2 separate regions of the Anas platyrhynchos genome follow, and region 1 is linked to region 2. A link is a contact called in public Hi-C data. All regions are on one chromosome and are shown on one strand. Each heading gives the region's core, a stretch centred on a gene start, on an enhancer-like site or on the middle of the called end of the contact. The rest is flanking DNA. Distances are from core to core; before and after follow the strand shown. Region 1 has its middle 19 kb from the start of ECI2. Region 2 overlaps ECI2 (enoyl-CoA delta isomerase 2).

What was found. Hi-C and Micro-C count contacts between places; a contact is called where the count stands out from the background.
Region 1: a Hi-C map of liver shows a contact between it and region 2, with 1.7 times the contacts expected there. The contact joins two enhancer-like sites. A contact is called at or near these places in 2 of 8 Hi-C or Micro-C datasets (liver and skeletal muscle).

Annotation. Positions count from the first base shown.
Region 1 is chr2:88,777,443-88,782,196 of IASCAAS_PekinDuck_T2T, forward strand. No RefSeq gene overlaps it. Among named protein-coding and RNA genes, the nearest start is that of ECI2, 19 kb to the left of the region's middle. Within about 2 kb of position 1,844, at least 7 of the 8 cell types and tissues checked have an H3K27ac peak or open chromatin away from gene starts, as enhancers often do.
Region 2 is chr2:88,744,371-88,749,798 of IASCAAS_PekinDuck_T2T, forward strand. All of the region lies in intron 1 of ECI2 (enoyl-CoA delta isomerase 2), which reads right to left. Among named protein-coding and RNA genes, the nearest start is that of ECI2, 14 kb to the right of the region's middle. Within about 2 kb of position 2,026, at least 2 of the 8 cell types and tissues checked have an H3K27ac peak or open chromatin away from gene starts, as enhancers often do.

The DNA of each region.
Region 1 (4,754 bases), core at 594-3,093, 33 kb after region 2:
TTGCACCATTTTGCTTTGCCGAAGTCCAGGCACGGCACTTAACACAAACTCTGCAAACTACAATTAGCTCCACAATAAAATAATCCTGGCATCTAGACACAAAATAAGAATATGAAATTGTTTGTCAGTACTTCTGAAATCCTCTGATACCTTGATTATGCTTGTGAAGAAACAACATAGCTCTAGCCTGTGTTCTTAAACACCACGGCTGTGGGGAGGAGAGTTAGGGAGGAGAGTTACTGTCAATACTCAATTGTCTGAAAAATACGGATCAAGTGTCTGGTAGTTGGATCACTTCTGTGTTGACCTGAGGAGCGTCATCTCAAGAGGCAAGAGGTATACATTTTGTTGCCTCGCCCCTAAAAGTAGTGTCATTTTAGTTAGCACCTTTGGAAGGAATTCAGTTTATCAACTAGTTATAGAAGAACGATGTGTGTACCTATGAAAAGGAAGACAGAAAGAGGAAGCAAAACCTTTAGAGAGACAGGCTGTTCTTAATTTCTTCACTGTCCTTGAAGCACATACCTATGCTTGCTGGGTGTTTTGTCTCTGTTTTTTACTCTCTGTCACTGAAGGCATGACAAAACATTGGTGTTCTGGTATTCCAAAGCTTTCAAAAATAAAATGTAACCTTTCTCTGGGCCCAAGTGCCCATATAAAAGATTATGTACAACTATGCTAATTCTTCAGTAATAAGAATTCACATCCTCTCTTGTAAAGAACAATGTCATGTTCTTTCTAATTTGTCTTTCTATTGTTTTTTGGAAAAAGAAAAAACACTGGCTATAACAAAGATAGTTTTGCTTCCTCTGGTAGTAGTGCCCATAATTTGGTCATCCCTTTGTGCTTCTGTCTGTCTTTAAAAAGATGTTTTTTTATCTGTAGATTACATATTGGGTATTATTTGTCCTAGGCAAATCCGAAGAGCATTTATAACAATAATGTGCTCACTGTAGCTGAAACCATTATCTTTGGGAATATATCTATGGAACAGTTCCTGGAGTTTGGTTGAGTTGGGTGAAAATGGTCTGAATTGTCACCTAAAATATAGAAAATTAGAAAAAGAAAAAAAAATGAGCATTTGTTTCTTAGTACTATGTTAAAGCTTGGGGACTTCATTCCCTATTGTGCTGGGTGATGTCCAAGAAAAAACCACCACCACCCAAAACAAATAAACAAACAAAAAACAATGAACAAAAGACTTTCCTGCCACAAAGCTTGCAATTTAAGAGACAACAGGGTGGAGAAAGACAGTGAAGCATAAAGAAATAAACAGCTGCCTCTGAATTCATAGGAGACTGGTACTGTTGTCATGGCTGGGTTTTTAAAAGAAAGTAGATAAGAGTACAGCTTCAAAATCCCCCAGTTCCCTATCATATAAAGAATAAGTGTATTTATGTGACATATCAGGATTGATAAGTGTATCCTGTAAAGGCTGACAAATTCTCCTTAATAGTGAAATACATAGATGCACAGAGTATAGCCTCTGCCATTTCTTACATTTTTGAGAAGGAAAATAAAACAAACATATTTTCTGCTGCACCATGAGCCTTCCTCTGTAAGCATTTCACGTCCTGGGACTGTAACCTCACAGCGGTGATCCCTACTGTGTGTGTTGTAGGACTGAGTACATCCTCCCCCAGAACATTATGGTCTGAGATGACGTGGTTTGTTGATTAGAGAGACGGCAGCCTTGTCTGTATTGACCATAAAACACTGATGCTCAAGGTCCCAAGAGGAGTGAGGTAGGCAATGAATAGGGAACAGACCCCGGGACTCAGAAGAGACGAATGACTTATTGAGGGAAGTGGTGTCTGGGATCCTGTGGGAGGCAGCTCTGAAAGGCAGAGGAGCTCAAGAAAAATGACTCATTTAGAATGTATTGTCAAGTAATATGAGTAAAGAGTTGTACATTCCAGGGATCAGGAAAATAAGTACACATGCCACAAGACTGGCTTAACCAAACAGGGAACTTGTGCTGAGCTCCGATGGAAAAAGAAGAGGTGTAAGTGGCAGAAGCAGGAACAGAGTACAGACAAGGATTATTGAAGTTGCCCAGGCCAGGGGTGACACAAGGACAGCAAAAGTTCAGCTGGAGTTGAAACTGGCAGTAAATATCAAAGTATCTGTTCCCCCTGACTTGGCAGTAAAAGAACAAATGAGGAAAATGTAGGCCCACAGCTAAATGGACTGGGTAAATTAGTGACAGCAGATATAAATAAGACGGAGATACTCAGCACTTTCTTTGCCTCTGTCTTTATCAACATTTCTCAAGCCTTTGTGCCTAGAGGGTTCAAACAGGAGACAACTACTGGTAGTGGAAGAGGACCAAGTTAGGGTTCTCTTGAGAAATCTTAACCCATACACGTTCATGGAACCAGATAGGTCAGCTTCAGCTATACCTCTAGGAAATTCATGGCACAAGTCCTCTTGGAAGCCAGTTTTCAGCCTATGAAGCAGAAGGTCACCGAGAACAGACAGATTTGCCAAGAATAATATGCTGGATCAACCAGATTCATTTTATAATGAAATGACTATATCTATGGATGAGGGGATGAGGAAGGAAGAATGGATGTTGTCTACTTTGACTTCAGCAGGGTGACACGGTCTCACATTGCATATTTCTGCCCAGGTTGTGGTGTTACAGTCTAGCTGGGAGAAAAACTGTCATTTCTAATACTTTAAATTCATTCCTTCCGTTGATTTTGGGTATTTTTAGTAGTGCAGCTTCTACAAATGGTCTTTAGGCTGCCCCATATTCCAGCTGTTCCTATCACTACAGTTATCATGCGGATTTTTTTTATTTTTTTTTTCTGTAAATGTCTCTTTTCAGGTGTAATGATACGAATTAACTTGCTCTATCCTGTCTAACAACTTTAATCTATCCCTCCTCACTCCCTGCCCCACTTAGGGTAGATGCTTTCTCTCCAAGTGTTTTTGTCTGTTTGTTTGTTGTTTGTATTTCCCTGTTGCCTTTTTTTCTGAGTTATGTGTCCTTATTATATTCTCTGGTTCTGCAGTGTTGATTCATGCAACATTTTTATCATATATATAATGCTGTCTTCTGTGAAATGCCTGCTGGTTTCAGAATCACTTCTGTTGTTGAGTTACCAATTGCAGTGTTTATTTATCAATTCTGGATAAATAAATAATCTAATATTACCAGGCGTTAGAGTTTAAAAGAATAGTTGTGTTCCTTAAACAGCAATTAGACTTACCTTCTGAGATTACTCCTACACGTGTTTTTCCATTGATGCGATGCTACTGAGTTAGACACCTTGGTTTTGATGTTTTGCATCATCTGTATGGGCAGAAACATCAATTAAAAGAACCTGAGAGTGGTTAAATAAATGGAAGAAGTTGCAGACTGGAAGAATAGTATTGGATTTCTATCTCTTGCTATTGAAAATAACACTATGACAAAATGCAATGCTCTCTTAAAATACTTTCGCAGAGCAGGAACCAAATAATGATTAGTTTTCCCTTTCTTCTCTGAGATGAAAAGAACATCTGCAGTTTCTGGAAGTACTCTCTGCAAAAATGTATCAACAAAATATCTTGGACCAAGTAAGTCATATCACAAGCAGATGATTTCATGGCCAAGTCACCTTGGAGGGGAACTTCATGAACCTGGGTTTTAAATGGACTGGCCACTGTGTTCTTACTGATTTTTAACACAGCACAGCAAATGCCTATATGAATGCTTTAACTTAAAATTGTTTTCACTGGTGAGAATCATAGCATATACAAGATTTTGCACAATCATGATTTTTTTTTTGCCTTTTTCTACTTAATAAATGCATCTGAAAACTCACTTCCTTTTGCAGTTTTCCTTGATGTTAATTTACACAGTGTTAAGAAACAAAATATTCATGAATATCCTGTTGGTTATACATTAAGGTTGACTTCTATATTTTTACTGTACCAGAGACACTTACAATAATTTATACATTATAGAACAGGATTGTTTTTTGAAGAAAACAGTTTGCTTGTGATGGCCCTTCACTGTAAAGAAAACACAAAGTTCATAGAATTTACAAATGCCTCTTTAAATGGCTTCAGCTTTAAAGGGCTTTCACATTTCATTTTCAATCTGATCTGTATCAGCATCCATAAATTCACAAGTGTCAGCATGAATTTGTCTCCTAAATTAATTTAATTATCTAAATATCAAAAGTAATTTCACACCTGCAACTCTTATCTAATTTGCAAGACAACATAACTATCCTGGCTGTGGTTTTCCAAACAATGGATGACTCTTTTGTCCAGCTAAAAATATTGTTTTCCAAAATCTTTCTTAGTCTTCCTTCTCTTGTCTTAGCAGGCTTGGAGGCCACACAATAATGTTGCTTTTAACACCTGAAAAATGTGTTTAAAAATACCTGTATCACAGCATACAATGGAAAGAATACTTTACTATCTCATATGAGTAACCTATTTGAAAAAAAAAAGAAGGTTGGCAGACAGAATCAAAATTGTACTAATTTTTTGCTGCATCCTGAAAGACCAAGTGCAGAGATGTATCACATCACTGTCATGCTGTATCATTTTAATTGAAGTGCTCAGCCGTGATGTGGTACTGTTATGACTGCACAATAAAAGGCTTTTCTGGTACCTTCCTATTTTTAACTTTTACTGACATTTGAAGAAAAGTCAAGATTTTTTATTTTTTTTTGAACAACCTTTTTTAATAGAGCAAAATTGAAAAGAAGACCTTGACTATTTTTGGTTTGTCTTTAGATTTCTGGGAGGAG
Region 2 (5,428 bases), core at 776-3,275:
AAAGTGCTAAAGTCAATGCTGCCAGATGACAACAAACAAACCATGCAGCAATACAGCAGATGATCGTATACTGCCACTAAATGGCAGCAGCAGTAAACTAATACTTTGCTGTTTCTAAAATAAATCAGAGTCCTACAGGTTATGTCCATATGAATACAGAATATACAAATGAATACAGAAGTAAATATATATTTAAGTCTCTGTACACAACCGTAACAGCTTTATGTGTCTACGAATCACAGACTATGCATCTTGTCTGTTTTTTTTTTTGTTTGTTTGTTTGTTTTTTTTGCCATGTTTTTGTCATGTTTTCAAATTTGTGTGCTTTTTTATCTCCAAGTACTGTAATCTAAAGGTCTGGTTCTCTCAACAAAAACGAAGATTAATTTCAAAGTGTACTTTAGAAAAGGACTGGTTATAAAACATCCCATAGACATATGAAGTAAGAATAGGTCTAAATATTCTGGAAGACCTTTCCATCAGGAAAATGGTAATTTCACCATAAAAAATAAAAATTAAAAAAAAAAAAAGTAGTCTAAGAATTTTGACTTGTTTCAATATGGCAAAAGCATGCTGTCTCAGCCTTCTTTGGTTAATTTACAACATATGTAAATATATTTACTATTTTAAAATTGTGAGTATTGTATGTATCAACGTTTCTTCTCTAGGTTAGTAAAAACAAAAATCTTTTCCCATTCTATTTTACGGACACAGCCATCATGATAGAACATCATACAAGAGAGATGTCATAGTCACATTCGAAAAAGTAATGATTATCTAAAATGCAGACTTACTAAGTGCTTAATCATTAATTCATTAGCATTTCAGTTACAAACCTGAACTTTAAAATCTTACCTATCATGAAAATTCTGCCATTTCATAAGCACATAATGAGAATTTTAGAGAAATTTAAAAGTGCTACCTATTTGTCAACGAGGATGCCAAAAGCATTGTCAGTGCTCTTATAAATACAATTTATTTTCTGTTGCAAGCCAAAAAGTGCAGGCAAGACATGTGAAGAAGGCCCACTATGTGCAATTAATTTTGCTATTCTTCCATTTTACAAAGATACAAGATTTTGTAAAAATGTTTGGAAGATCTACTGGTTTTGTCACCTATTAGAGCCTTTCTGTATGAAGGAATCCTAGGTTCCCACTGTTTACCTATCTGGGGCTGCTGACGTTGAATGACAAAAAAGGAAAGAATATTTTCTGTTATACACAGAAAACAGCAATAGAAACCTACACCTTCAATGATTAAAAAGAAAGAATTCTAGTAACTCCTTCAAAGTTGTATGCTATTAAAAATAAATATATCTGAATAACAAAAAATGGAATTGACTACCAAAAAAAAAAAAAAAAAGGGCAGTGGGCACAGAAAGTCTGTTTACTTCAGTTGATCAGATTTTATTAAAACAGCCCAGACAAATGTGGTTTCACCACCTGCCAGTTCAACTGGCATTCAGGCACACTGGTGTGTGCTCAAAGACAGTGGCAGGATATAAAAATTTACCCCTCACCCAATGGAGAAGCTATTCCATCAGCCTGTGGACTTCACGTTCAGCATCAGTACCAGCACTTTCACAGGAAAAAGTGTGTCCACGTGGATAGAGACACAAGTTTCTGAATACTAAGCTTCTTTGTGTGGTCTGTCCTGAAGTCACAGAACACAATGTTCACTTTCAGATCCTACCCCCAAGTGTGTTTTTAAAATCATGTTTACAGGAAGAACAAAATGAGAGTGCAGAAAGACAATTTTTATTTTATTTTTAAGCCAGGTTGGGAATTACTTGAATGCTACTGCTCCCAAGATCACCTGTTTATGCAGCACAATTTTTTAATTTAGTTTTACACCATGTACGACAGCCCTGACTTCACTATAGCTTGAGTCCAGTCACACAATACTTTAGCTATTTAATATACAATCTGACAGTAGCCATGTTTTTGTGACCATAAATGAACGCAAGTTGAGGATAGGGGGAGAGGGCAAAGGCACAGCTACCAGTCTGAAAGTACATACACACGTATGTTCAAGGTTAAGGGAATATTGGATTTGGCTTCTTTATTAAGGACACAAAGCAGACAAGTTAGAAGAGAAGCAACCAACTGGGTGAACAACAAAAAAAAAAACTGGCTGGGGAGAAGTGGAACAATCTTTCAATGAGTCTGGACACAGAGCTACACTCCTTTGCTTTGTTAGTTATATCCAGTTTTACTTCTCAGCAACAATTTTTTTTTTGGGTAAAATAAATAATCTATCCATCTCAAAAACTATCTTTTGGTGTTATTTTTCTTTTCCTTACCCACTGGTTTGCCATAGGAGATCGTGCAACTTAGCTGTTTATTAAAGTATGGCTATAAAAAAGCCCTCTTCTTTCTATCTCTTCCCTGCTGCTTGTAGCTCAGTTCTCTGCAGGATATCTATGATTCATTCCTTTCTCTATGCCTTCTGATCTCAGAGAACACTCACCATGTATCAGTGACAATCACCAGTTTCCAAAACGTTAAGGCTAAGCTGACTGCTACTGTTTCTCTATTCAAATAACAAAGGATGAAAACACAACAGAAAAATTAAGTTATCTCACACTTCACTCATCTTGGGCAGGCCCTCGTTCTTCAGAGGGCCACACAGATGGCATGAACAGAGCTCCTGGGCTCCATGCAGATGATGTGAAGAGTGAGGAGATGACTGGACCGCCTGCCAGCACCCAGCAGCACAGCCATCACTGGGACCACACAGCAACAACCACAGGGACAGAGGAGCAAGAGGCTGCTCAACTCAAGCACACCACACACAAACTGCCTGCCTCCATCCACCGCTCCCCTGCTGGGGCACCGAATCCTTCCTACTCTCTCAGCGAGCAAATCCGTGACTCCTTTTAGTGGCCTCACTCAAACGGTACAAAACTTTGCTGAAACAACTCAAGGCAGGTGGAGAGGGCCAGAGAGAGAGAAACGAGGACTCACAACTTAGCAGAGCAGCCACACAGTCCACTACAAACGCCTCCGTGCTCCTGCAAGATGATTCAATTGATACTTCGCAAACTGTATATTCTGAAAAAATAAATAAATCCTGAGTAACACTGCCTGAACCTGCAACATCCAGGCTGACAATCACAGCAAACTAATTTCCTTGACTCGAATATCTGCTTGTTTGTATCTCACAGTCCTGCCATTCATGCTGTTCTCTGTATTTTTCATGCAAGTGTCCCTTACCCTAACAAACATTTGGACACGAGCTCTTAATTAAGACCTTATACTTCAATTATACTGAAAGTCATTTCCTCACTGTTTAAGTGATTAGCCAAGACTGCAAAGCCTGTTAAAGAAAGAGCCTCTCATTTCAGTATAGTTTTGTTACTTGTATAAGGGCTTCAGAGTTAAAAATGCCAACTTCTTGTAAAACACTGCCCACTTGTTTCCTAACTTTTAAAGGAACTCAGCAGTTTACTTATTAGAACACTAAAAATAGAAGCTCGAAGACCTTTTTGCACAGGAAACATCAGATATGCTCAGCACAACAAATGAATGGATATACGATATACCTGAACTCCACCTTGCCTTTCCTTAACAAAGGTTTTCTTTTAAATGGTAGTAGCTCCTGGGGAAATAAAGCACAGGCAAAAGCAGTTAAAAATCCTATTAGGATTATAAGCAGCGGGTGGTGCTAGAATCTCATGGATTTTAAACTCCTGACAGAACTAGAAAATGTTCATTTCACATTACTGTAACTAGCTTTAGGGAGAGCAAGAAGAAAAATAATATGACGTGTTATCAGACAGCAGTAAGTGGTACATTACGCTGTCACTGGGATGAATCCTAGAACATATGTTTAATGTAAAATATGGCTCTCCCCCCTATATTATGTGTAGTACTTCAGATAATATATATGACATCTCTTCTTTGTCATGATTGTTATCACAATGTGCTGCAATCCTTTGCAACACCCTTTCCACACATTTACCACGCAGCACAGCGCCCACCTCTTGCCATTTCACCCACACCTAGTGTTACCCCATCAGAAAATGGCAATATTTCTACCAGTGTCCTTCCCAGGCAGAGAGGAAACGAAACAAAATACTGTTGAAACAAAATACCTCTGCTGCTGCTGGCACTACAGATAGAGTTGTGTGGGTCTTGTTTTTCCAGATAAACAAACAAAACCACCAACAAAAAAACGAAGCAAGGATACAAAACAATCTGGTCCAACATTAGTTCATTTACATGAAGGGAAGCAAGAGCAGAGCTGGTGGGAAAGGCTGCAGTTGGAAAGAACTGCAGCAGCTGTTAGAAGTGAGGTTCATGAAGGGAACAGAAACCAGTATTTAAACTTAGATCTGAGAAAATCAGTGGCCCATGGGGGAAAAGAAATTCAGCCTGAGACACTGACTGCTCTCATTCTTGACGTGCACCCCTCCACCCCAAGATTTCATTTCAGCATCTCTGAAGAAAAGGTTCAGAAAAGCAAAAACAAAGGTTGATAACCAAGAAGCAAAGGACCAGCAGAGCCACTCTTTTGTACCTTTCTTGGTAACTAGGAAAGTAACACTATTTCCCACATTCGCTTGCAGTATTTTCTGCATGCAAAAAAAAATGAACTGCATTTCACTTTATTTTGCTAAGCAAGAGGAAGCTAATGTCTATGCTGTTAACAGAAAAATCTTTACGGATTTTAATCTGGAGGTTGCCCACATCGCCATTCATCATGCTGTTCGTTGTATACTATTGAAACCAAACAGATATTTACCCACATGTTAATGTAACATTAAAGACTGATAAATTTGAGCATAGCCCAAGTGCTTACACAGCAATAAAAGGGCTTTCCCCATATAGCCAAAGGCGGACAGGGGGAATCTCAAATTTCTGACATATTTTTCCGTCTTCCAAGTCCTCTCTCACTGGGAGAAGTGGCACCTGACAGTGCTAAACCAGAAAAGGTTGTGACATGGCTGGGGCAATCACTCCTCCTCCTCTGCTGCTGGAAGCGGGAGCGTTGCATGTGGATGGCTGATACACACAGAAACCCTGGACGGAGGTTCTTCCGGGCGTAGAAGCAAAGCAATCCTCTTTTTCTTTATCTCACCCTGCTACAGGTTTCTACACACACTACTTCTTGTTATATACTCCAGATTTATTTTTTTTTTTAATTTTTATTCCCTGTGCAATTTGTTTCTATATTTATAAACCTCACAAGTGTCTATCAAAGGAGCACTGACTCCGCTACAGTATCCTATCAGGCTTTAGGTAGGAAGTGGCATCAAGTTGTACGAGCTCTTTCCTACAGGTAGGAGTTCTGTGGTAGGTATTACAACATCATACTAAAGAAACCTCAGCTTGACCATGTTTATATTAACATAATCACATAACTTCAGCTCTTAGTTTTAGTCTTGCCCTTCCAAGTTTCTTCTCTAATACTGGGAAACATGGAA